4 separate regions of the Mus musculus genome follow, and regions 1, 2 and 4 are each linked to region 3. The links are chromatin contacts, called in public promoter capture Hi-C maps. All regions are on one chromosome and are shown on one strand. The core of a region is the stretch at or near the end of the contact, and the rest is flanking DNA. Distances in the headings are between cores, read along the strand shown.

Region 1 (6,038 bases), core at 738-3,237, 2.0 Mb before region 3:
TTTAAAAATAAACCTAAAAAAAAAAAATCATCCCAAGCCAGGCAGATGGCTTAACGGATGAACTTTTCGGGTTTGGTTCTGCTTTTTGGTTTGTTTGGGTTTTTTGTTTTTTGTTTCTTTTTGTGCTTTTTTAAAAAAATTATTAATTTTATGTATGTGAGTACATACACACCAGAGAGGGCATCAGATCCCACTACAGATGATTGCTGGAAATTGAACTCAGGACCTCTGGAAGAGCAGTTAGTGCTCTTAGTTGCTAAGTCATCTCTCCAGCCCTGGGTGAACTGTTCATGCTACACAAGACAGCTGGAAGCAGAGAACCAGCTCTGGAGTTGTTCTTGACCTCCACATGCACAAGCCCTCCTCCAAGCACATCATGCACACACTCACTAATAATAAATCAAATAATAGTTCCAGGTCAGGTGTGGTGGCGCACGCACGCACGCACAACTTTCATCTCAGCACTCGGGGGTAAAGGTAAGCAGATCTCTGTGAACTGCAGGCCAGCCTGGCCTACATAGTGAGTTCCAGGAAAGCCAGGGCTATGTGGAGAAAGACCTTATCTCAAAATAAAACAAAACAATCAGTCCCCTCAATCGTCCTCCTAAAACCCCACCTTTGCCTGTAAGCTTTTCTCCTCTTTCCTCTTACAATCCCCTGAAATTGAGTGGGCTCTCACTACAGGCTCAAGACTTGTATCAACTAATTCACTCCTCATGACAACACTGAGCTATGAACACTGTTCAAACACTGAAGAAACAGAAACACAGAAAATAAGCACGAAGCTGTACATCTGTGGAACTATACGCACTGGGGTTCCCCACCCCACCCCTGCCAGTGTCCTGGCTTCAGACTCTCATCTCCTTCTTTCCCTTTGCCACCATGGCTTCCCAAGGAAGTGTTCTAGGAGCGCTCCTTTGCCAAAGCTTATACGATCTTTACCTAAGCATAGGGGTAAACATTTTCCCTCAGAAACCCCCAGTGTCTAATCTATACTGGCTGAAAGGTTGAATGAACATTTAACAGAATCCAAAACAGCCAGTTTCTAGCGTCAGGAAAATGACTCTGCCTTTCATATCTTTCCTCTTCTGCCAGGTCACCCACCTGCAGACCTCCTGGCTTAAAGTCCCTGAATTGGGCCAGGGATGTTGTCTGCTTTCTCAGAACTGTTCTATTTCCCAAGCCAGACCTCAAATGCCCGCCCCCCTCCCCCTCTAGAATGCCCTTGGTAGGAAGTGCTCTATACTCTGGCTAGTTCCATGCTGTTCAGCAGCTGGACAGGCAGTTTGTACTAGAAGAAAGCTCTGGCTAGGCAAAGCTTGAGGCCTATACTCTAGGCTCTGCATCTCCCGGACTCTGAGAAACTTCCTTTCATTCTTTCTGCATCTATGCAACCGGAATACGGCTAAACACAAACCCCTGGCTGATCCCAGAAAGATTGTCTACTCTTACCTGCCACCCCTTTCAGGGTCTTGTGCACAGCATCCACACAGCTCTGACAACTCATCTGCACTGCAAACTCCAACTGTAAGGGAAGCAAGGCCAGGGCACATGTCAGACATGATCCTTACTCGCCACCTCATCCCCTATGTCTCTTTGCACACATTGCACTTGACTTCTCTTCAAATTCCTCCTTTATTATCTCATGAACATTCCAGGATCGCGGTCTTTACCACCAACCCCCCTCCCGTGAGGGGCATCTCCGTCCTAACCCCGGAATTTCACCTCCCCAGGAGCCTGTTCTTTCCTGGCTTCCCAAGATATTGATCACCCCAAGGGCTGAAGTTATGCGAGGCTCCACATGAAGCTTTCACTCACCGCACACACAGTCCCACCGTCCCCCGACTTCGAAGCCATCCTAGCTGTTGTCACTGCCTAGGCCGCACCGAACCGGTAGGGTCCAGAGACCAACACAACTCTACTTTGTGGGATGGGCGGAGTCTCGGAGGCCGCCCTTAGCTCCACCTCCTTGGCGCGTGCGCTCCCTAGGCTGAGGCCTCTGAGCTGTCCGGTAGTGCTACCGGCTGCGCAGGCGCATTGATGCAGTTTCCTTAGTAACCATTTGGCGTCCTCTACCCGCTCAGCCGGAACCACCTGGTAAAGATGGAACCACACAGTCAGGAACCTGACCTCAAGCCGATTTACCACCGGTTGCTGAGTCCGCTGTCGCTCTTCCCCAGCAAGGCGAAGCCTCCTCCAGAGCCTCCGAAGCGCCCCTCTCAAGATGCCACGCCCTTGCAATCCATCCCGCTGGCGAAGCTGAAAGTTGGGCCGCTGTGCCGCCAAGTGTCCAAGCGGCTAGCAAGCAGCGGGCGGGCGGCACGAGTAACTGCCAAGGACCGACTTCGTCTCACTGAGGTTATTCTAGAAGAGCTGAAGTGCAACTGGCGGGAACCTCCTATAGAACCCATTCTGGACTACGAAAACAACCAGAAGCTGCGGCAGCGGCTCGAGTCCTACGTGCTGATCAGTAGTGAGCAGCTCTTCGTACGCTACCTGCACCTGCTGGTGACCCTGCCGACCTCTAGAAGGGTCTTCACTGAATCAGCCACCCTCAGCCGGTTGGCAGTAAACCTTGCCAGGGATTGCACAGTTTTCCTCACCAGTCCTGATGTCTATCGCTGTCTGCTGGCTGATTTTCAGACCCTGCTAAATTTAAAGCACGCCCAGGGAGGCATAGTCAAATTGCGTCCTCCTCCCTGTCCCCCTGGGACTTTCAAGCTCTGTCCAATCCCCTGGCCTCACAGCACTGGCTTAGACCACATGCCGTGCTCTAGCCTCAACCTGAACTACCTTGTCCAACTCAGCCGCCCATATGATTTCCCCAGTGAGCCCGAACCTGATCCAGTGGAAGAGTTGAAATCCATCCCCCAGCTGAAGAGTAGACAGCAGCTCCTCTGGGTGCCCTCCATGATAAAGGATAAAGAAATTGAATCGAGACCCTCACCGATGGTACCACTGCCTAGTCATTCTCCCAGCAGTGAGAGTCACCAATTCCCCACCTCACCAGTCCATTCCTGGCTCCAAAGGGGCCAGTCCATGCCTTGTCTTCATGAGGGGTGGAGTCTGGCAGATGAGTTGTGCCTTCTTCCTCCCTCTCCTCATCCCCTCACCCCGCTGATCTTGGCTTCAGAGAGTAAACCACTGCCATTCCGGGACATAGTGGCTGAGGATCTGAAGCAGAAAATGAAGATCATGAGAATGGAGTGGAGTCGATACTCCCTGCTGGACTCTGGCCTGCCTCCCCTCCTCGGGGTCCTTACCCGGCGCCTAACTGCCCAGCACCACCTAGAGAAACTGCAGCAAATGATCAAAAGCCTGCAGGAGGAAGAAGCCTCCGGAAAGTGGGATCTCCAACCCCCGAGAATCATCCCACTACACCCACAGCCAGTCACTGTTGCTTTGAAGGTACATGATCAAGTTATAGTCCAGGTAGCTACTGTGCAACTCTCTGAAAGATACTTTAACGACTCTTTCCACGTTGAGGGGGCTGGAGTCCTATACAACCATCTGACTGGGGAACTGGATGGTAAAGCCATTGAAGAAATGGATGCGGATCGTCTTGTTGGGAACACCACCGGAGAGGTCTACAAGGAGTTGATGAGCCGAGTCTCTGTTAGTCACTTATCTTTTGAGGAAGGAGACCAAATTGAGCCTTCAGCAGATAAAGATTGGTCCTCCTACTTGGCCTCATCTTTTCTACACCAAGATAAACATATGCCAATCATCAACCGTAATCTGGTTGGATTTTACTCCAGAAGAACAAGCACTCCGAAGCCAGTCCCTGAGAAGGTGCCCTCTCTCACATTACTCCCAAGGCACAAAAGCTGGGACAAGCGACCAAACAGACACGGTGTATGGATGAATTGGCTGAAACCCTCGGTGTCTTCAGAGGACTACTTCAAGTACCTCTCCTTTCAGGAGTCGGATTTCCTCCACGTCATCTTCCAAATGTATGAAAAAGAGGCTCCTGTGGAGGTACCAGTCCCTGTCCAAGAGTACCTAGATATTCAGCAACCCCCTCCCCTGCTGCAAGATGAAGAGCTAGAGTTCATGCAAGGAAAATGGGATTGGAGCTCAGTGATAGAGGATGGCTCAGGACCTGGGAGAGCCTACATTCATAACTTGCAGCAGCGTCTCAAACGACTGTGGGTCATGTTGGAAGTCCCTGAACAGAATCGGCTAGACATGGTTATTAAATACAGCTCCAATGCACGCCTGCAACAGCTACCAGCATTGATCAAGGCTTGGGAGCAGGTCCTGAAGCCCATTCAAAAGAGGGAGTCGTTGCTAGGAAGACTGGAGTGGTTTGAGCAACAAGCCTCTGATCCCAATCGTTTCTTCCAAAAGCCTGATTTGTTGATGAATCGGTTACTGGAGGAGAATCGGTTCCGTAGCTATCTCCAAAGGAAGCTCAATCGAATGGAATCTAATTTGGTTTCCTTGTTGGAAAGGATAGAGTCAGTCTTTGGGGAGCCAGTGACCTTCAAGGGGCGGAGCTATCTGAAGAAGATGAAGCAGGACAAAGTGGAGATGCTGTACTGGCTCCAGCAGCAGCGGCGGATTCGCAATCTGACCCAGGCCCAGAAAACCTTCCGCCAATCATGCACTTTCACAGGGAGCAGCAGCCAGGCGTTAGTGGCCCCCGGGAATACTCCCACTACTCACTAAGGCGGCCAAGTGCCCCCAAACCCTTCCTCACCCCCAAATGCTCACGTAGAACTCTCAATGACTTTAAAAGAGATTGAGATTCTTTTTCTTGATATTCTAAATAAAAGGATCCCCAAACTTGGTATTCCCATGTATGTCAACCATCCTGCACAAGACAACCAAAATCCTATATCAGATGATCCCTTGGAGTTCGTGATAATAGAGGTCAGACAGAGCAAGCCATGGTCCTTAAAAAAATATATAGTGACTTTCTCACTGTGCTGAATTGCTGTTTAGAGTGCCAAATCACTCTTGTTTAGGCCCAGTAGCATAATCCTTGATTGCTAGGGCTCTGAAATTAACAGATGTATGTATATCCTGCCTGTATGACTTATGGTAAGTCACCTAACTTCTCTGTGAGGATCTGGGTCCATGTTGTCACTTCTAGTGCTTACACATTGTTGGCAGGACTTGTTAATAAAACCACTTGGTATATCAAGGTGTATACTGAAGAGTAAGTCTCTACGGCTGGAGAGATATAGCCTAGTATTTTAAAAGACCTAGTGGATTCCTAGAACCCACACTGGGGGCTTGCAACCACCTGTAACTCCAGCACCTGACACCCCTGGCCTCTGTGGGCACCTGAACATATCACACAAACACACAGTTAAAAATAAGAAAAAGACAAAAAAAACCCTCCAACCCCCAGTTTCCTTCCTTGCAAAACAATTGTTATCAGTTTCTGTACTTAGCAAGTTTTGTTGAGGCACCTACAGGATGTTAACTGCTCACACTGTGTGTTGTTTTCCTCTTCGTTCTTTTTGTTTGATTTGGTTGGTTTTGTTTTGGACAAGGTCTCACTGTGTAGTAGACCAGGTAAGGCTCAAGTTCACAGAGATCTTTCTGCCTTCCTCTGCCTCCCACGACTCTACATTTTTGTTGGTTGTTACTTTCTGTACCACTCTCTGCCTTTTGCAAAGAAAGGTGTCCTTGATGAGGGGTTCAGACTATGCTATCTGTGGGCATAAAGACAAATGCCTCATTTAGTAAAGTAGTGGTTGTAAATTCTCCTCCAAGACCTGTGACTCCGCTAGCCCCGAGTAGTTAGCTACACTTTCAACTCCAGGAATGGTTTGCCTCTTGTTCAGTGGACCTTGAATCTAATTAGGGTTATCGTGCTGTGCTGGAAGCACAGGTGTCATAGTGGCTAGGACTATTAGGTGTCTCCTTCCTCTGGAAGCTTGAATGAATCCTAGTACAAACATGAAAGCTGGTCCTCAGGAAGGTTCCTGTCTTTTCTGCCACCTGGGGCTGACCTCCCACTTGTGGGGGAGGCGTGGATAGCAATAAGCTGTATTTTCTATTTTATTTATTTATTTTTTGTTTTG
Region 2 (6,296 bases), core at 538-3,037, 2.2 Mb before region 3:
TGGCGGAAGCGCAGCTGCTCAATAATGTGGTGAAAATGGGCTGGGAGGAAGGTGAAAACCACATATGCCTCTGGCTTTCTACCTAGCTCCCCTCACCCAAAGCCCCATTTTTAGCCCTCATGCTGGGAACGTCATTGCTGGACGGGCGAGACTCACCGACTCCAAAAAAGAGTGGGCAGGTGAACACAGCAGGGCCCAGACCCGTGCACGGCGCTAGCATGGGCAGCATGCAAGCCCGGAACACCAGCTCCTCTGTCAGCGGTGCAATAACTTGGTTTCGTAGCCAGCGCATGTCTGTGAGGCAGCGGGCCCAAGAACGAGGGGCTAGAGTGAATATTCAGGATAAGCAGTGAGTGCCTGGTTACTAGAGACATCTGGGCCCTCTCCCACAGATTTACTCGAGCCAAACTCAGTTTAGGAGATCCTGGGAATCAGAATGGGGAAGGGAACAAGCCTTATCAGACCAAATTACAACGGCTTGAGATGGCTGGCAGCAGGAAGGGAAGGCAGCAGTAGATGAGGGAGTCACAGAAAATTCCAGAGGCACCCAAATTTTACCAAGGCCAATCTTTGGGGAAGCCAAATGATGAGAGAGCAGGGGAAGATGCTGTCTGGCCCATATCAAGTGCTGTTTGTGGTCCAGACAGGCCTCCTTGAGTATCACACTTACAGGGTACTCAGCAATGTAATCCATTTTACTGATGTGGAAACACACGCTGAGAGGTGACATCTCACCTCTTCAGTCCAGATCACACCATCTCACTGACTCCTTTCCCCAGTGTTCTGGACTGCCTGTGCCTACCTTTTCCTCAGTCTTGAAGACTCACCCAGGACAACCTTCAGCCCATCTGTCAGGTCACAAGGGCAATCCATAGAGAGCTGCATCAGTGGACCCAGGAAAAGGATCTGGGGGGGGGGGGCAAACATAAAATGAAAGCCTTTTACCACAATCCAATGACCTTGCCCACACCTATGCCCTTGGTCAGCCTCACCAGACCTCAGGTTTCCTGAGTTCTAGGGTTTCCCAGCCATGTACACCAGAAGCTTAGGGGGCCACATCATAATTCCTGTCTTCCATCTGCCAAAAGCTGTACCCAAGCAGGGCACGTCATTACACTAGTGACAACAGAGTTGGAAAAATAAAGCAGGACTCACCATAGTTAGCAGCAGGGGCAGCAGCGCTGCTGGGAAAATGCCCTCCAGCCTGAAGCCCATCAAGGTAAGCAGTGATGTGCCTGGCTGAGCCACAGGAAAGGGGGCGTTAGTGATGTTCCCTCCCACAAAATTCTAGATTCTTCCCCTAGCTGCCCTGTGCCCCACCCACCTCCTTCGCACCTGGATGCCAGTGAGTTCCCTCCAGAGCAGCACGCAAAGAGGGGACAAGCTGGACACTACCAGGACACTGGTGGAACGCCGCTTGATAACAGCGGGGTGGTCCCTAGGAAAAGGGACAGTAAGTTCCGGGGGGCCTGCAGCAACCACGCCAACGCGGCCCCACCCCCGTCCGGCCCAAGCTCCGCCCGCAGCCCCGCCCCACGAGGGCGCAGATCCCGGCCGCGCGCGCATCCCCCGCACCTGGGCAGCTCGCTCTTCCACACGTAGAGGCTGCCCACGTAGGAGCAGGCGAGGCTGAAGCAGGAGAACACAGACACCCAGCAGCACAGCCCCGAGCCCGGGCCGCTCAGCGCGGCTGACTCGGGCTGCCGCTCTGGCCGCGATACCGACAGTAAACGCAGCCCGTCCCCGCCCAGCGCCGCCATCACGCCCGGACCCGTGGCGCGCGGCAGTGACGCGACGGCGTAGGTGACGTCAGGCGGCGGCGCGAGTTGTCGGGTCCCCCGGGCGCCCCTCCCCTTGCACGATAGTTGATACTTTGTGCTTGGAACGGCTTTATTGAAATACAGAAGTTGTGACACACGTGTCCCGGGCTTCCTTGGCTTGCTGGGCGTCTCAGAGAGAATGCTTAGGACCTGTGTCCCGGATTCAGCCACTCGGACAGATTGGATACCTCCTGTAGCCACAAGTCCTGCGGGAGCAGAGGAGGCGGTGGTGAGGACCCGGCGGTGGTAGCTCAGGCCCGCACCCGCCCTGCTCTCGCTGCGGTACCTCCAGGCCGCCCGCAGGGCTAGCTGCCTCTGCCGCCTGGGCCCTGCCGTGGGCCGCTTGGGTCTGCGATCCTCTAGCAGTGAGGGAGACCTCGGTGAGCTCGCGGTCGCGCGTGGCGGATTTTGGCGGGCTCCGGTCTCTTGCTGAGCCCAGAACTCGCGATTCTTCCCTGCCATGGTTGGGGCTGCCCCTCTTGGGCCTCTTGTTTTCTGCTTGCCCGATGGATTCTAGGAGAGAACAAGCCCATTTCATCTTACTCCCGAAGATTTGTGCCAATGCTACAGAGATTGTTGGGGCAGGGGTATCGTTCTAAATTAACTCTCCCGCTCCACCTTTCCGGATGAAAACATTTCAGTACCTGACCTCCCATGATAGGCGACATCTAACTTTCCGCCCAAACTAGGTGATATGCATTTCAAGTTCCTCTCTGAACCTAAGCTTTGCTTCGGGCAATAAGCAACTCAATCTCTCTCTGGTATTGTTCTAGGCAGTTACTACAGAGGCAGCTTTTTGTTGTTGATGTTCAGACAGACTCTCTTGAAACCCAGGCTAGCCTTAAAGTGATCATCTTGCTTCTAACACCCAAGTGCTGGAATTAGACACTCGTGAACATGCTTTAGCTCAGCGGTTCTCAACCTGCGGGTCGCACATCAGATACTTACACTGTGGTGCATAACAGTGGCAAAATGACAGTTAATTAGTAACACTGAAGATAACTGTATGGTTGGGGATCACCACAGCACGAGGCACTGTATTAAAAGGTGGCAGCGTCAGGAAGGTTGGGAACCACCATCACTAATCCGTAGTAGATCCAGTTTTGGAAGAACAAACACAGAGGAGGATCAAACTCGGTATTGACAAGCAAACCAACTCTGACACTGAGCTACATCCCCAGCCTCGCAGGTGCAGATTTACAGAGTCTTGCCTTGGCTGATTCCTCCTGAGTCAATGAATGCACGTTTCTCTGGAAAGGCTAATGTGCACATACTAAGTACAACGCACAAGTCCTATTGAGTAGCTTTAAAGTAGGAATGCATGCGGTTGCTACTCCAAGTCCCTCAATCACTGTGGAAGGCGGCCAAATCCCAGGTGGCAGCAGCATGGCTAAAGTGGAATGGGATCGTTGGATAGCTGGACCACTCCACACCATGAATTTTATTTCTCTGGTTTCAGTCCAGGGCTTACCCCCAAAGCTAGAAACTTACCTTCAGGGAATTCCTGGGCAATATTCTTGTGCTGGTCTTTGGTGTTCTGGGCTGAAATGTTTTTCTCTGGAGTCAGGTGCTTTAACAATTAGAAAGACCAAGTGAATTCTGCAGAAGTCTGAATGAACCTTAGTGAGACGTGTGGTTTGGTTTATATGGATGTTTTCACCCTCATCCTCCTAACTCAACAGTCTCTACTTGGCCTCCAGCTTTCAAAGCATCCCCCTTCTGTGGACCCTTGTACAACTCACACTGTAGCCATTCCCAGCATATCCCTGAACCTCAGGCTCTGAAGATGGCACTATTCATCATTTTTATGTGTTTATGCCCATCTTTCTACTCCAGGTTTACCATGTGTATTTGTAACTATGTGAATTATGTGTCTACAGGAGAGGTGGTCAGGTCCCCTGTAATTGGAGTTACACTTTGACAAGCTGCCTGATGTGAATACTGGGAACCAAACCAAACCAATAGCAGCATGGTCCCTCTTCCACACAGCCATTTCTCCAGTCCCTTTTTATTTAGTCTTGGCTGTCTGGAACTCAGTATATGGTGGAGAACAAGCTGGGCTTGAACTTGCAGAGATCCTCCTACCTTTGCCTCACAAGTGCTAGAATTAAAGGCATACACCACAATCCCTGGCCCTGTCTTTTTTTAAATTAAATTCTTTGAGACAGGGTCTCTTATATCCCAGAGCTGACCTTTAATGTCTGACCATCTGTCCCTCTATATACATGTACACTTAGTTAAAAATACATCTTTTAAAAAGTTGAAAAAAATGAGTGTTTGCATGAAAGCTGCAGGAGCACACTTCATAAAATGGCATAGTAGCACATATGTAATCCCAGCACTCAGGAGAGGGAGGCAGAAAGAGCAGGAGTTCAAGATAACCCTCAGCTACATAGGAAGATAAAAGCCATTCTCAGATACACAGTGAGACCCTCCTCCCCGCCCCCACTCCTGTAATGTCTACACCAAGGGGAGGGGAGAAGTAAGCCAATAGAAGGTGGGCGGGGCTTTGGGAGAGGAGCTGGGTTATGTGCGTTCAGCAGTCACAGTCTTGTTTTCAGTGTGATGGAGACCTCTGGGGATTGGGGGAGGAGCACACGGCACAGTGACTATCCTTAAAGCATCAAGTTGACACTTTCAAAGGGAAGTCTTAGGTAAGAATTACACCACAGTACTATGCATTCTATGATACACTGCTTCTTGTTTCCCCCTTTAAGACAGTTTTGCTAGATAGTTCTGTCTGTCCTGGAACTTACTATGTAGGCCAGGTTGTCACTCTGTCTCCTAAATGCTGGGATTAAATGTGAGAGCTACCTGGCATTCTCATTACAGATTTTTATGTTATAGGAGCTCTGCAGTTACAGTTATCATCATTTCTGGGGGATCCCACAGTCTCTCCTCAGATGCACTCACATGAGATTCACTGCATATTAATACAAATTCCAACTTCTAAGTAATTACATTCTGAGGAACACACAGGGGCAAAGATCACCCTCAAAATCCAGCAGAGTTTCGGTTCACTCTGGCCTGGGAAATCTTGCATAGCACACGTCTTTGTCCTTTTCCTTTTAGAAACTGGTCTTACAGAGGGGTGACCCACTTGAGATGGCTAACACTGTGAGCCTTGTATGCCTATCAGTATCTGGGCCCCAAGAGAGACAGCCCAGTCCTTTAGAGAACTGCCATTTCTCCTTAAACTATAGATGGGTTAATTCTATATCTGGTGAGTTGGCTAGTTACCATGGAAACAAAGTAAAAGGGGGGGAAAAAAAACTTGACCTATTGCCTTGATCATGTAGTTTGTAGCTGAAGCCACTGGGGGCCGCTATTGTGCCACCAATGAGTTAACACAAAGTGGCCTCTAATGAGGGAAGGACTAATGACAATGGATCTGTGCACACTCATTCCCTGGGCTTGCCACTCAGCCCTACAGAGGCACAATGTGATCAGGCTTTGAAACCCTGCCAGTTATTAGCCATGTAACCAGCAAGGTTTAGGTTTCACAGTTACCTTATTTATAAGGTGGAAGATAATGACCTAATTCAGAACATCTTTGTTGAGACGGAAATGGAAATACAGATTAGGTATTCTGTAAATACTCCTTTCTTTCAGCATCATTGAGTTAAGTGGGCCACAGATGGCCCTGAGGCTATGAGCCACCACTAGAGCCAAAAGGTAAAGAGCTCAGATCAGTTCTTTCCGACTTCACTGGGATGTCAGAGAGGTCCAAGCAGAAGATCTCAAGAAGCAGAAACAGCCCAGAACCTGAGGGGATCTCCTGGGTTCTAACGATGGCTCAGGCTGTGTTCTCAAGGTGTTCCTGGTTGAAGTGAATGAGGCTGCACCCTTTCCAGTTTGCCCACATCCTAACACCAAGAGCCTGTGAATGTGAGATTATTTGGAAAAAGGGTCTTTGTAGATATAATTAAGGATTCAGAGATAGGACCATACTGCATGCAGGACTCAGGCTGGGCCCCCCTAAATCAGAAACAGTTGGGTAGGAAAAGACTAGGTGAAGATGGGGGTAGAAACTGGAGTTATGTAAGCCACAAACTAGGAAACCAGAGAGACAGGATGGATTCTCTCCCAGTGCATCTAAAGGAAACACAGGCCTGCTCATGCCTCGATTTTGAACTTCTGGCCTCCAGCGCTATGACAGAATAAATGATGTTTTTAAGTCACTAAGTCTCTGGTAATGGCTTACAACATCTCTAGAGAACGAATACCGTGTTTAGAAGCTTCGCTTGCTTGAGGTGTGGCCATCAGCTCTCCAACTAGGTGAAAGCCAACGAGATTTAGTGAGGCCTGCACACAGGTTATGACAGAAGTTGTGAAGGGAGCGTTGACAGGCTCTGCTTTGTGGGCTGCCCTGCCTGAGCACCAGCACCCCTCCAACAGGTAAAAGGAGGTACAAAAGGGAGAACAAATGCCCACGCTGTCCTGAAGGTCCTGCTCTTTCTGAGAGTGGTGAGAGAC
Region 3 (6,988 bases), core at 2,635-5,134:
TGCCAAGCCTCAAAGACCTTGGGGACTTCTGCAGGATGATAGACAGGTGAGCACTCTCCCAGCAGTCTGAGATGGGGGAGGGGGGTGTTCCAGAAATTCACTGAAGGAAGTGGACCCTGGTCAGCTCCATTCTGTGTTCTAGTCTTGCCCATGCCTCTACCTGGGGCCATGCTGGCCCGGGAGAGGAAGACTCTGCTCTGAGAGCACCCCTGGAGACCCTCCAAGGCTAGGATCCCAGCATGGAGGCAGGAGGGACCTGTGCCTGGCCACAGGGGATACCCACAAATGGATGGATGCTCTTGCTGCATGTCAGATAGATGCCAAATCTGATGACTGTATATAAACAGAAGACAACAGCTAGGAAAGGCCACTCAGTGAGATCACATGTGAAGGCTCCGTGCTAGTTCACGCATTCCCAGGGAGCTGCCCAGTGAGTGCCCTGAGGACAGTGGGGTCTGCACATTCTGCCCTTTGACCTCTTATTGTGTGTAACATCGGAAAAGATGGAATACATTTGTGCTCCCCATGCTGCAGCCCGGCCTTCAGAGGTGAAGGACCTATGAGGTCATACATTAAAGCCTCACCTGGAAGAAGGGGTGACTCTTGACTTCCTGCGCACCCTGGGGACCTGCGCCCAACCTCTTCTTAGGGTCCTTGCACAGCAGCCGCTGTAGCAGGTCCTGTGCCACAGGCCCAATCCGGAGAGGGAAGGGAGGGGAGCACTTCAAGATCCGTCTGGGAGGATGGGTGGGGTGTCAGGGGCAGCAAGCCCCCTCCCAGCCCAGCCCAGGAAGGCCGTATAGCCCTCAGCTACCCTCCATGACCTGTACAACTCACCGGGACACCTCAGCCTGAGTGTTCCTCTCTCCCTCCAGTGTGAAGGGTGAGGCCCCTGTCAGCAGCTCGAAGAGCAGGATACCCAGGCTCCACCAGTCCACAGCCTATGGAGCAGGGCCAGAGTGAAGGCCTTGTGCACTAGCCCCACCCCTGCCACCTTCACCCTGACAACCCACCTTGCCATGTCCAGCCTTGCTTCGGATGATTTCGGGAGCCATGTACTCGATTGTGCCACAGAAGGAGAAGGTCCGCTCTTTCTGAGAAGCCAAGAGGACCCATTTGTATACCTTATTTGTATACCTTAGCTTCACCCCTACCCCAAGGGCCCTAAAGGCTTAGAGCAGAACTTGCTCAAATTAGAAGATTCTGGGAAAACAGTGGGAACCTTGGTACCCGACCACTCTGCAGCCCCCTCCCAGGGGGCTGACACGGAGGGAGCAGGTCAAAGGCCTGGCTGGGAGCGCCACTCACTCACCTCCTCCGTCAGGAACTCCTTGCTCAGCCCAAAGTCTGTAAGGACGATGTGACCTTCTGAGTCAAGTAAGACGTTCTCCAGCTTCAGGTCCCGGTAGATGATACCCAGCTGTCAGGAGCAGATGGGACGTTGAGTGCCACCCTGAGAGACACACTACACAGCCACAGCCCTGTGGGTCCCTGCGGGTCCCTGTAGGTCCCCACGTAGGATAAAGAGATGCCCTGAAGATCTTTCACCTGCAGGGAGAACTCCAGGGCAGGATAAAGCTGGGCAGAGCTAGTTATTAGATAAGAAAAGCCACTGGATCCAGGCATGTAAACTCATGCCTATCCTCCTAGTGCCCAGGAGGCTAAGGCAGCCAGCTGAGGCTAGCCGAGGTTAGCCAGCAATTACCAGGAGAGCCGGGTTACTGAGCAAGACCCTCAAAACAAAACAACGAACAAAGAGGAAAAGGAAGAGATCAAAGAGAAAAAAATAAGGACCAAGGCTGGGTGGGACTGGTTAGAAGAGCACCTAGCATGGGGCCCTGGGCTGGGTCCCCAGCACCCCATGAAACCAGGAGTGATCAACAAGCCTGAACTCTCAAAGAGACAAGGGCTGCAGGATTCGAAGTTCAAGGTCATCTTGACTACACAGGGATCTGAAGGCCAGCTTGGGCTACATGAGATGGCTACAGGAAGAGTTAAACAGGGGACCATCGAGAGGGCTCAGCAGAGAGAGTGCCGGCAATCTGAGATGGATCTCAGAACCCATGCAAAGGTGGAAGGATATTGTTAATGTCACAGAATCTGACCCACACATGTGCTCTGGCACATATGCACATACACACACCACACATGCACAAAATAAAAGCAAGTAAGAAGGGACTCAAGAAGGGCCACCAAAGGTACCCTGCATTGAGAAGTCCTGTGCACAGGCCCCAAGGCGCCCAGGAGTGTGAACAAAAAGCCCCATTTCAGAGGTCTTGGTAACTGAGGTCTGAGGTCACCACTTAAGGAAGTCCGATGAAGGTTAGCCTAGGTTCCTGTTGGAGGAAAGCCCCTTCCAGAAGGTTCTGGAGCAGAAGACCCTTCCAGGTAGTGCTGTCTCAAGCAGTTCTTTCAAGGTCCCCGCCCAGGCCACCCCTGAAACAGGAAGCCCCTCATTAGGTTCAGGGCAGTCCCAGGAGAGCAGCCAAAAGGCAGGGCCGTCTCTTACCTTGTGCAGGTGTTCCAGGGCCAGCACAATCTCGCCCCCATACACTCGAACCTCAGCCTCCTTGAAGTACTGGCGCTGGTAGAGGTGAGTGAACATCTCACCACCGCTCACGTAGTCTGGGAGTGAGGAGACGTTGAAATGTTTCCCTACAAGGTAGCCTAATCTAACTCCCGTCCCTCTCCAAAGCTGAGATGTGACAGGCCCTCACCCAGGATGAGGTGCAGCTTGGCATCCGTCTGGAAGGCGTAGTGCAGTGTGACCAGGAAGGGTGCTTGGCGAACCAGCTCCAGCACCGAGCGTTCGGTGCGGGTATGCTCCTGTGTCTTCGCGCGCTGCACCAACGCCGCCTTGCGTAGCACCTTCATGGCATAGAGCTTGCCCGCGTCGTGCCCACCCGTCTTCCGCACCAGGAACACCTTCCCATAGGCTGTGGGAGCAGCAAGCAAGCGGTTGGAAGGTGGGCTGTAAGTGCGAGGGCGGTGCAGACTGGTGGGAAGGGGGGTGCAAAAGGCTGACAGAGCCTTCTAAGGAGAAGGTGAGCCCTCCCTGGAGGGTGCTCGGTTAAGCCTGAAAAGCAATTTGCAGTGCAAACTAGCCTGGGGAGCTTGCAACTCCAGAAGGCCTGCGGGGCGGGGAAGGGGCGGGGCACGTGCAAACCTGGGATGATCAAGAGAGCTGAGAAAAGATGAAAACGCTGGCACCGGAGGCAGAGGCGCGCTCCCAGTCAGCGGAGGGATGTGCAAACCCGGACTGGGGAATTTGCAAAATACAAGAGTGGGGCTCGCAAGGGAAGATGGGGAGAGAAGCTGTGCAAAGCTCTTGGGAGGGAGTCAAAACCCCAAAGAGGCTAGGAAATCGCGGCAGGGGGCACGCACGCATAGGACTTTGCAGAGAAGAGTCCTGTCAACGTGGACGCCCGGCAAGTAGGCTCGGAACCCTGGTACGGTAGGGCGGGGCGGGCAAGGGGAGCTATGCCGGGAAAGGGTGGGGGGACCTCCCCAGCAACCAGGCCCAGGCCCAGGTCCAGGCGAGTGGGCGGGCAGAAGGCCCAAAGCACCATGCCAGTGAAAGCGGTTTCTCACCTCCCGTGCCCAGCACCTTGAGCAGCGCGAAGTTCTCCACGCTCACCTTCTCCTCATGCCCGGTGAGGTTGGCTGCGGACACAGGGGGGCGAGTGAGCCCAGAGGGTCGCTGACTCTTGCCACCCGTCCGGGAGAGCCGCCTCGGGATCCGGCACCCACCTTCGGTGATCTGCAGCTCCACGGCGCAGCCCTCGTCCTCATCCTCGTCTCCCATGGCGGGCGGGTCGCTGGGGCCCGCGCGGCTGGGGCTACGGGCGGCGCCGGTTACATGGCGGCTCCGGCCGGGGCGGGTGCTTCCTGGTGCCGCCTCTGGGGCCGAGCGGGCGCCGGCACCGCCTCCCGGCTCCCAGCCCGCCCCGTGCGGCCTGAGTCAGGCGGCTGGAACGTGACGGAGCGGGGCTGCGGGTGGGAAGCATCAGACGGTGGCAGGGTCTCCTGGCCCCGGGACCAGTGAGAGCCGTGCAGGGCCTTTGGGTGACATGTGGCTGCAGCTGGAGTAAGCCTCCTAGCCAGGTGTCTGTCCAGCAGGATATGGAGGACACTAGAGGTCTGTGTCCCAGGATTTGAGGAGGGCTGCCCACCCAGGCTGATGGAGCCCTCCCTCCCACGTGGCAGCCTTGCCTCTTCTGCTCCTCTTAGCCAACAGACACAAATCACAGCCCACTTCCTTCTTTAGGACCACTCGTTACACTCGTTAAGCTCAGCAAATACACTGGAGATCTTTATATTCCCTGGACACAGGAGCCCTAGGCTCTTGATGCTGGGCCGGCAATGGGCATCCTGAGAGTACACTTCAGAAACAGGAAGCCACTTTACATGGGTAAAGTTGCTTTTGCCCCAAAGGAGACCAACTGAGTTGGATGCCTAGTTCCCTCCCACATGGTAAAAAGAAAGAACCGACTTCCACAAGCTGCCCTTAGATCTAAGTGCCTGCACCTACATACAATGCAAACATATGGCATAATATAAAATAAATGTAATTTCAAAAAGAATTAAAGAGGGAGCCTGCAGGGCTGATTGCACAAGGACCCCACTCCACCTTTCCCAGGGAGCCCCACCCTCCCTGGGGCAGCCTCGGGTGCCCTGACTCACATCCTGCCACCCAGCCTAATTGTCCCTGTATTCGTTTGCTTCTTTGTTGCTGTGATAAAACGTTCTGACTTAAAGCAGCTTGGGGAAGGGGCAGTTATTTGGTTTGCAGGCTACAGTCCATAACTGAGGGAAGTCAAGGCAGAAACTCAAGGCTGGAACCTGGAGATCAGAACTGAAGCAGAGACCATGGAGGAGCACTGCTTATGATGAGGAGCACTGCTTATGAGGAGCACTGCTTACTGACTTTCATCCCTTGACTTTTTCAGCTAGCTTTATTACATAACCCAAGCCCATCTAGCTAGGGATGTATCACCCACAGTGACTTAGGCCTTCCTATAATCAATTTGCAATCAAGAAAATGCCTCCACAAATATGCCCATGGGCTAATCTGCTGGAAGCAGTCTCTCAGCTGTGAGGTTCCCTCTACCTAGGTGTCTAGTTTGACAAAAGAACTATGACATTTCACCCCGTCAGCTCGTCTGTGTTAAAGCATAGCCTTTCCTTTCTTATTTGTCCTTAAGGTCTCATGCTAGCATCCCAATATTTTAAGAAGGTAGCATACACCTTTAATCCCAGCACTCAGAAGGCAGAGGTAAGTGGACCTCTGAGTTCGAGGCCAGCCTGGTCTACAGAGTGAGTTCCAGGAGAACCAGGGCTACACAGAGAAACCCTGTCTCAAAAAAAAAACAAAACAAAACAAAAACAAAAAGCAAACAAACAAAAAAACCAATAACTGGATAGTCTTTATTATCTTTTTAAATAAAATCTAGTCTCTTAAATGTGGGCTACTGTAAAGTCTAAAATACTGACATACTTTAAGATTTCTTTATTTTATTTATTTATCTTCTGGCCTCAAATCATTGAAGCTGCTCTGCTCTGCTAGCCTGCCATCCACAGAACACATGGCTTGTCTTGAAGGCTTGAGTCAGTTCCTTTCCACAACTGCTGCTGTCCTTAGCATTTGTCCCACATTCCTGGTATCTCCCAGATCCTGAGGTCTCCACTGCGACTGAGACTGGACCTTCACCACAGACCTCCTGGCCCCCTTCTGGGACTCTGACCTTGCTACATGGTACCAAGCCTCAGCTGTTCTCCATGACCCTTCCAGGCCTTTGAAACCAGTACCATTTGGAAGCCTCTTACACATTGTTTGCCAAGTTTGATTGACAGCTTAAGATGCAGCCTTGGCCCCTACTTGGCCACAGCTTCTGTGTGGTGACCCTGAGAAACATTCTCCACAAGATTTTGCCTCAGTGACACTGGTTTCTTATTAGTAGTAGCTGAGTCAGCCCTAGCTGACAAACATTTGTTGTCTCAGTAAATCAAAGGTTTCACTGATTTTTTTTCCTCCTGTTTTTTTGGGACGGGATTTCTCTGTGTAGCCCCAGCTATCCTGGAATTTGCTCCATCGGCCAGACTAGCCTCAGACTCAGAGATTCACCTGCCTCTGCCTCCTGGGTGCTGGAATCAAAGGTGTGCACCACCACAGCCCAGATCACTTCTACTGATTCTTATTTCAAATATATCATATGGATAACCCTGACAAACTCTGAAACTTCACAAGCCAAGCCACCATTGTCTGCACTGCTCTCACTGTGGTCTCCAAGTTCCCACAACAGTTCCTTAAGCTCTGAGCACTCGACAGCATACAAGCCACATGGTCCATCAACTTCTATATTAGTTTGCTTCTCTGTGACTGTGATTTAAAAAAAAATACTCTGGCAAAAAGTAACTTGTGGGAAAAAAAGTTTTAGCTGGCAAGCCAAGCCAAGCCAAGGCAAGAACATAGAGGTAGGAACTTGTAGCTGTCTTTTGCTACTTTGTGGGGTTTTTCTCCCACTCTTCTCTACCCCTTTTCTCCCACCCTTTCAATTTCCTAACACAGGGTAAGAGAGAAAAAAGGATAGAGGGGAAAGGAAAGAGATCCCTGAAGAAAGCCAAGGTGAGAAAGGAGGGAGACATTATTGTTAGACTTCCTGCTGACTAGGGGTTTCCAGTTCCTTGGTGCAAGTTTAATCTTCACCATCAGGTTATCTAATTTCTTCTTGTTTCTTCTTCGTGCACACGACTTAACAACCCACGTAGCCTCTCAACCCACGTAGCCTCTCAAGGGCCCTAGTGTCTGTTTATATACCCTTTGAGAACTCCAGAATTCCAAAAGTCACATAACACAGTCTCAGGAACTCTCTGCCCCATATCCCACACCTGGGATTAAAACTAAAATACATTCACATAATATTTCTGTGGTTTTCAAAGAAACCAAAATTCCAGAGTTGTCCCAGCAGGAACTGGAGTGGAGACCATG
Region 4 (6,188 bases), core at 2,399-4,898, 2.3 Mb before region 3:
TTGAGGACCAGGAGGAGCACTGATGCAGCCGTGCTGGCTGAGGAATGCGCTCCCTGGCTTTGAGCAGGCTGAAAAAGAGGCTGCTTGAGGAACAGGAGCGGAGCAGGGCAGACTGGAGTACAGTGAGTCCCAGGCCTGCTAGCTGTAAGATCCAAGACCCCTGGACTGCGACGGAGAGGCTCTGCCCACAGAGGCCAGAGCAAATATTGGGGTGAGGGCACTGAAAGGAGGATGTAGATCAAGACAGCTGGACAGATGCTGTCTGAGGGCCAGTGAGTGTCAAGTCCTGGCACACGCCTCCACATAGGCCATGCTGACCCATGCCTGGGAGGCTTCTGGGTACCACAACCTTCATGTGTGCCTGCACCGACAGAGAGGTCTACAAGGTGGGGAATGCATGTCTCCATGAGGCAGCTAGCTAACTGGCTAGGGGGTACCCCCACCTGGAAACAAAAGCTACATCACCTCAGCTCTTTCTGGTCAGAGTTGAGCTCAGCCTGACTATGGTTCTGGCCTGACTCAGTATGATCCCCCTGCCTCCCCCTGCCAAATCTGGAAAGGTAAGATCGGTCGGCATCTCCTTCGATGGATGGGGAAACTGAGGCTCCAAGTGCAGGAGGGGCTAGGCAGCTGTTACAGAGCCTGGCTGTCCTGTAAAGGAAGGGGGCTGGAGAGATGGTTCAGGGGGTAAGAGCACTGACTGCTCTTCTGAAGATCCTGAGTTCAAATCCCAGCAACCGCATGATGGCTCACAACCATCCGTAATGAGATCTGACACCCTCTTCTGGTGCATCTGAAGACAGCTACAGTGTATTTAGATCTAATAATAAAACCAATGGAAGTGGAAAGATGGGCTGGGTATACAACAGGGATGTGGGAGGCAGCGGGGAGCAGGGAAAGGAGTCCTTTGCAGCAAATGCATGCAGTGCCTGGGCATTGCGGTCTGAGGCCTTTGGAGGCAGATTGTGCTTCTCAATCACACCATGGCCATACGTACTTCCTGAACGCCTACAATGCAGCCAGCATGGTCTGAAAAGGACATTCACAGCAAGTGCAAGGAGAGACAGCCTTGTGGATGTGTGACTCAGACTGATAATGTCACAGCCCTACTGAAAGGCAGTGGTCTCTGCTCCAGCTAAAATCCCCCAAACACATGAGATTCCCATGTCCTCTGGCACAAGTGACCCCAAATCAGAAACTTGAGAAGCTCACTCACAGCTCTGGAAGCCATGCCAGAAGGTCAAGAGTCAGGCGTACTGACACAACCCTGTAATCCCAGCATCTGGGAGTTAAAGGATGGGGGATCAGGAGTACAAGGCCAGCTTTGGCTTTATGATGAGTTTGAGGCTAGCCTTGACTACAAGACCTTACCTTAAAATAAACAGATAGAGCTGGCAAGATTGCTCAGTGGGGAAATCACTTGCTGTGTGCCCTTGATAACCTGAGATCCACCTGGGTCGCATAGGGAAGAGTGAACCAACTATGGAAGTTGCCCTCTGACCTCCACATGTGCACTGTGTCATGCACATATACATATACACACACACACACACACACACACATACACACACATATACACACACATACACACACCCATACACACACACACACACCCATACACACACACACACATACACACACCCACACCCACACCCCCCCCCCCCACACACACACAAGTTCCCAATGGCCACCAGGACCAGGACCTCTTGTGTGCCTTTAGTAGCCCTACCAGGTTTCTGAGCTCTGAGAAAACAAGGAGCCCATCACTGCATTGCCCTTCGGAGTGAGGCCGTGGACTCTGAACCTGGGAGAGGCCCAGAGCCTGTGCATTAGTCACTAGACAAAGACTTTCCTTCAGGTCAGTGGCTTTATTAATGGGTTCAACCCCAGTGTTAGGCAGTGTGTATGTGTAGGAGGAAGGTCTCTTCTCCACTCCTGACCTCAGTTTCCCTCTGTCACACAGGGAGAGAAGACTTCCCTGCTTTCTTCATCGGGATATCATGAAGTCCAAAGGCAGCCATATGCATGTTTGGGCTTCTCAGGCATATAGCAACCCCCCCAGGACAGTCCAGACATGGTCCTAGCCTGTGAAGGCTCACAGTCTATGAGGGAGGCCCAAGCCTTGGCCAGTCACTGGCAGCTGCCCAGAAAGCCATGTGGAGCTTGGCCCTGGGAGCAGGTGATATTCAGGAAGTTCTCAGCCTTTCTTTGGCTTCACTGAACTCTGACCTGGAAGTGGGTGGCTGGTCTTTGTGGGGCCAAGGGGTCACAGTTGCTACTCTCATTTCTGTGTAGGTCCCTAAGACCTTCATAAATGCCAGTCCAGGGAGTCTTTAAACCCAAAAGGTAGAGAGCCAGGTATTTCCTCTTCAGGCCTATGGAGATCTTTGCTAAGAGATAGGTGCCAGAACCAAGAAGAGCAGCCACATGGGGGCTTTGAATGATCTGGTGGCAGAGGCCTCCTTGGGTCACAAGACAAAGTTCAAAAGCTGGAGCAGTTCAGAGTCCAGAAAAGCCATGCAGGGGCAGATGAAAAGACACAGGAGCAGAGCCGGTGGAGTGAGGGACAGTCACAGCAGCTTTAGTTGTTGGTGTCCAACAAGGTCTCTGGGGAGGCTGGTTGACTCAGGGTCACACTGGGGAAGCTGGCGACAAAACTCCTCCACCTTCTTTTCACATGCTGGAAGACCAAAGTAGGAGAAACATCATAGCAGTGGCTTCAAGTGGTGTTCCACTCACAGCCACCAGGTGGGGGTAGAGCCATGAAAGAGAAGCTAAACTCCTGGGGGGAGGGGAGACCCTTCCCCCTGGGACGAAGGGCCAGGAGGGGTGGGGCAAATCTACTCTTCATCCTGTGTGAGAGGTACAGACGGTAATTTGCCAGAAGTTGCATTGGCCAATCTGCCTGCCTCCTGCTCTAGTCACCCTTGCAACATAGTATTACATTAATCATCTTAATACAGCTCTCAGAGCCTTGTGTGGTAATATATGCCTGCACTCCCAGCACTCAGAACACTGAGTAGGATCAAGAGTTCCAGGCCACTCTGGGCTACTTATCGAGACCCCATCTCAAAACAGAAACAGCTCTGACCATATTCCACCCAGACCCCATTTGCCCACCCTCCTCCAACCTTCAGTGAATCCCCAGTGCCCACAGGGGTGAGGGGAATCACAACTGCTTTTAGTCAAATGCATTCAATTCCTGGGTATTTTGCTTGGCTTTCCTCAGGTCAGCTGTGCTCTTAACCCTTTGCTGCCCGGAGTCCCCACCCTTCCCCATGAAAGTGATAATTCAGTTTGAAGCCACACCTGCTGGTACTGTCTCAGCCACCGCCGGCTGCCTCCTCCTCTCTGGCCTTGGATCAGCTGTTCTTTGTCTCCCAGGGTCCCTGGCAGCCGCTCCTGGACAGAGACCTCCAGCCCTTCCGTGCCATCGGGGACCTGCGACCTGGACTTCTCACGGCCCAGTCTGAGGCTCAGTGCTCTGTGGAGTCGGCCATCCAGAGACCTCCCCTGGGACTCATGGAGCCTCCCATAGGAGGGCCGGGGTTCTCTAAAGGACTGGCTACGCAGGCTGGTCCCCATGATCCTAGAAGCTAGCACTGGTCGGTAAGCCACTAGCTTTGTGAGATGGCCTGGTGCCTTCACTCATATGATGGGAGATCACCTGTAGACAAAGGTCAGTGCTGCTGAGGTGGCTGTCATAAACCAAAGGGCAGGCCACAGAGGCCAAATATCTCTGAGTCATTCTCTCCATTGACTTCTCACCCTGTGGGACTATACAGCGCAGGCTGGCTTCCAGCTCGGGATCCTTCTGAATGCTAGGCTGGTTCCTATTGTCTTCCCTCCTCCCTCCAGACAGCCTTCTCTGACCACACCACCCTGGAGACCTTGCCGGCCTCCTCTGGCCTTGGCCTTGGCTGGCCGTACCACTCATCTCATTGACATTAAGCAAAGATTACTTCTACAACAGGACAGAGAACAGAATAGCTTCATTCTACAACAGTCAAAACCGTAACTACCAGGGTGAAATCGGGTAAGGCAGGGGCTGGACAGTGGACGGTACTTGTTTTCATGGCTCCAGACCTTCAGTTTTACAAGGTGAAAAGTGCTCTGGAGGTCAGCGGCACACATCCAAAATCGTGACCTGCAGGGGCTGGGGGGACGGCTCACTCATAAAGTGCTTGCTGCACAGGATCTGGGTTGGGTTCCCTGGTACCCCTGTGGAAAGGTGGATATGCATCTGTCATCCCAGACCTGGGAGAGACAGGAAACTCTCTGGGACTTGCAGTCCCTGTCTGAGCTGCATTGGTGAACTCCTGACCCAGTGGGACACACTGTCTCAAAAACTAAGGGGAAGGAGTGGTCGAGTGGGTACAGGCACTTGCTGACAAGCCTGACAACCTGAGTTTGATCCTTGGGATTCACCTGGTGGAGAGAACTGGCTGCCACAGGCTTTCCTCTCTCCACCACACATGCGCTGTGGCTCTCAAGAACACACAATACACACACACACACACACACACACACACACACACACACACAAATAAATGTAATTTGAAAATGTAAAAAGGTGAGGCCAGGCAAGGTGGCTCATTCAGTGCTCATGCCAGGGGAATTTCTGTGAGTTTCGGCCAGCCTGGTCTACACAGCTAGTTCCTCTCTCAAAAACTAAGAGGAAAAAAATTAAAGGTAGAGAATGACAGAGGAAGACACTTAGTGTCAACTTCTAGATTACACACATGTGTGCGAGTGTACACACACACACATAATCCCTTCACACACCATACAGAGACACAAAGAAAAAAATGACCTATAGTAAATATTATCTCAGTGCCAGACTTTTGTCTTAGACAGGGTCTTATGTTGCCCAGATGGGCCTCGCTATGTGGCAGAGGATGATCTCGAATTCCTGATCTCTGCCCTCCTCCACCTCCTGAATTCTTGGATTACAAGTATGGGTCACCATGCCTTGTGTAGACAGTGCTGGGGATGGAACACTGATGCTTGTGCACGCTAGGCAAGCACTGTGCCAACTCTGCTACATCCTCAGCCTGGCAGGTTCTGTGTGTGAGAGTGTGTGTGTGTGTGTGTGTGTGTGTGTGTGTGTGAGAGAGAGAGAGAGAGAGAGAGAGAGAGAGAGAGAGAGAGAGAGAGAGAGAGAGAGAGAGAGAAAACAGGACAGTGCCAGGGTCAGGAGAACTAAATTTCTCCAGCCTTAGCTTTGCCCTCAATATTCTAGCAAAGCACATGGTTAAAAGCTCAGGCTCCAGGGACCACTGTCTTCTAGGTAGACTGCAGTTTCATTGCTTAAAGCTCTGTGACCTTGGGTTGCATCCTTCTTCTCTCTTTGGTTCCCTCAGTGTAAGAGTGACAAAGAACTCAAGCTAGAGCCAGGCAGGCCACCACCAAACACCTTGAGCTCCAGCACTCGAGGCAAGGGCAAGAAGATCTCTGTGGGTTTGAGGTCAGTTGGGTCTACAAGTCCAGGATAGGGTTGTTACACACAAAAAACCCTATCTCAAAAAAACAAAACAAACAAGCAAAACAACAACAACAAGAACAACAACAACAAAAAGAACTCAGGTCATTGTGTGAATTAACTGGGGTGCAGAGGGTCTTGGACACATATTCAAAGCAAGTTGATGACATTCATTCTTGTGCCCAGGCTGGCCTTGAACTTCTAAAGTCAAATGATTTTCTTGCTTCTGAGTTCACTTGCGTCACCATCGCCTCTTACAGATCAGGCAGCAGCTTACAGAGATTAGCATCTGGCTAGAAATAGTTGGTCAGTAGCACCGGGTCAGCCTGCCTTTGAAGGCCTTGAGATAGAATGGGACACCCTGGGCTGCCCCTGGCTGCAGCACTGTGGGGAGAGAAGCCCTGCATGTGCTTCTTGGCTCACTCCCATCTTCTCTCCCTGGGCCTGACCTCATATTCTTTCCTCCCTCTCAGCTTTGGAGTTTTCCCTCCGCGATGTTTCTCTTAATATCCGCGATGTTTCTCTTAATATCTGCTAGTCTCAGCAGGCACCCAGAGAAACTTTGATGGAGCCCTGGAGCTGCTGAGATAGCTTAGTGGGTGTTTTAGTCAGTGTTCTATTGCTGTGAAGAGACAACATGACCAACTCTCTCCATGTGGCCTTGGCTGGCCTGGAAGTCAATACATAGACCAGCCTGGCCTCAGCC

The links. Promoter capture Hi-C pulls out the DNA fragments that hold promoters and counts their contacts.
Region 1: a contact with region 3 is called in a promoter capture Hi-C map of liver, with 2.6 times the contacts expected there. A contact is called at or near these places in 1 of 39 promoter capture datasets (liver), 1 of 130 datasets of targeted methods (pancreatic cancer cells) and 1 of 9 other capture datasets (liver).
Region 2: a contact with region 3 is called in a promoter capture Hi-C map of liver, with 5 times the contacts expected there. A contact is called at or near these places in 2 of 39 promoter capture datasets (both in liver) and 1 of 9 other capture datasets (liver).
Region 4: a contact with region 3 is called in a promoter capture Hi-C map of liver, with 6 times the contacts expected there. A contact is called at or near these places in 1 of 39 promoter capture datasets (liver) and 1 of 9 other capture datasets (adipose tissue).

What each region holds. Positions count from the first base shown.
Region 1 is chr19:4,837,379-4,843,416 of GRCm38.p6, forward strand. Ccdc87 (coiled-coil domain containing 87) reads left to right here and starts at 1,988. Exons shown (of 1, transcript NM_207268.3): 1 at 1,988-5,150. The coding sequence starts at 2,104. The coding sequence ends at 4,671. It overlaps Ccs (copper chaperone for superoxide dismutase), which reads right to left and starts at 1,944. Exons shown (of 8, transcript NM_016892.3): 1 at 1,819-1,944; 2 at 1,453-1,525. The coding sequence starts at 1,857.
Region 2 is chr19:4,623,858-4,630,153 of GRCm38.p6, forward strand. It overlaps Rce1 (Ras converting CAAX endopeptidase 1), which reads right to left and starts at 1,788. Exons shown (of 8, transcript NM_023131.2): 1 at 1,576-1,788; 2 at 1,336-1,438; 3 at 1,156-1,239; 4 at 828-906; 5 at 157-324; 6 at 1-40. The coding sequence starts at 1,760. It overlaps Gm960 (predicted gene 960), which reads right to left. Exons shown (of 15, transcript NM_001033447.3): 14 at 3,312-3,390; 15 at 1,984-2,333. The coding sequence ends at 1,984. It overlaps Mir6986 (microRNA 6986), which reads right to left and starts at 98; the gene lies at 41-98.
Region 3 is chr19:6,836,743-6,843,730 of GRCm38.p6, forward strand. Rps6ka4 (ribosomal protein S6 kinase, polypeptide 4) reads right to left here and starts at 3,885. Exons shown (of 18, transcript NM_019924.2): 1 at 3,751-3,885; 2 at 3,592-3,663; 3 at 2,718-2,936; 4 at 2,510-2,625; 5 at 1,313-1,420; 6 at 1,014-1,094; 7 at 838-941; 8 at 585-735. The coding sequence starts at 3,805.
Region 4 is chr19:4,494,935-4,501,122 of GRCm38.p6, forward strand. 2010003K11Rik (RIKEN cDNA 2010003K11 gene) reads right to left here and starts at 3,649. Exons shown (of 2, transcript NM_027237.2): 1 at 3,310-3,649; 2 at 1,854-2,680. The coding sequence starts at 3,585. The coding sequence ends at 2,582.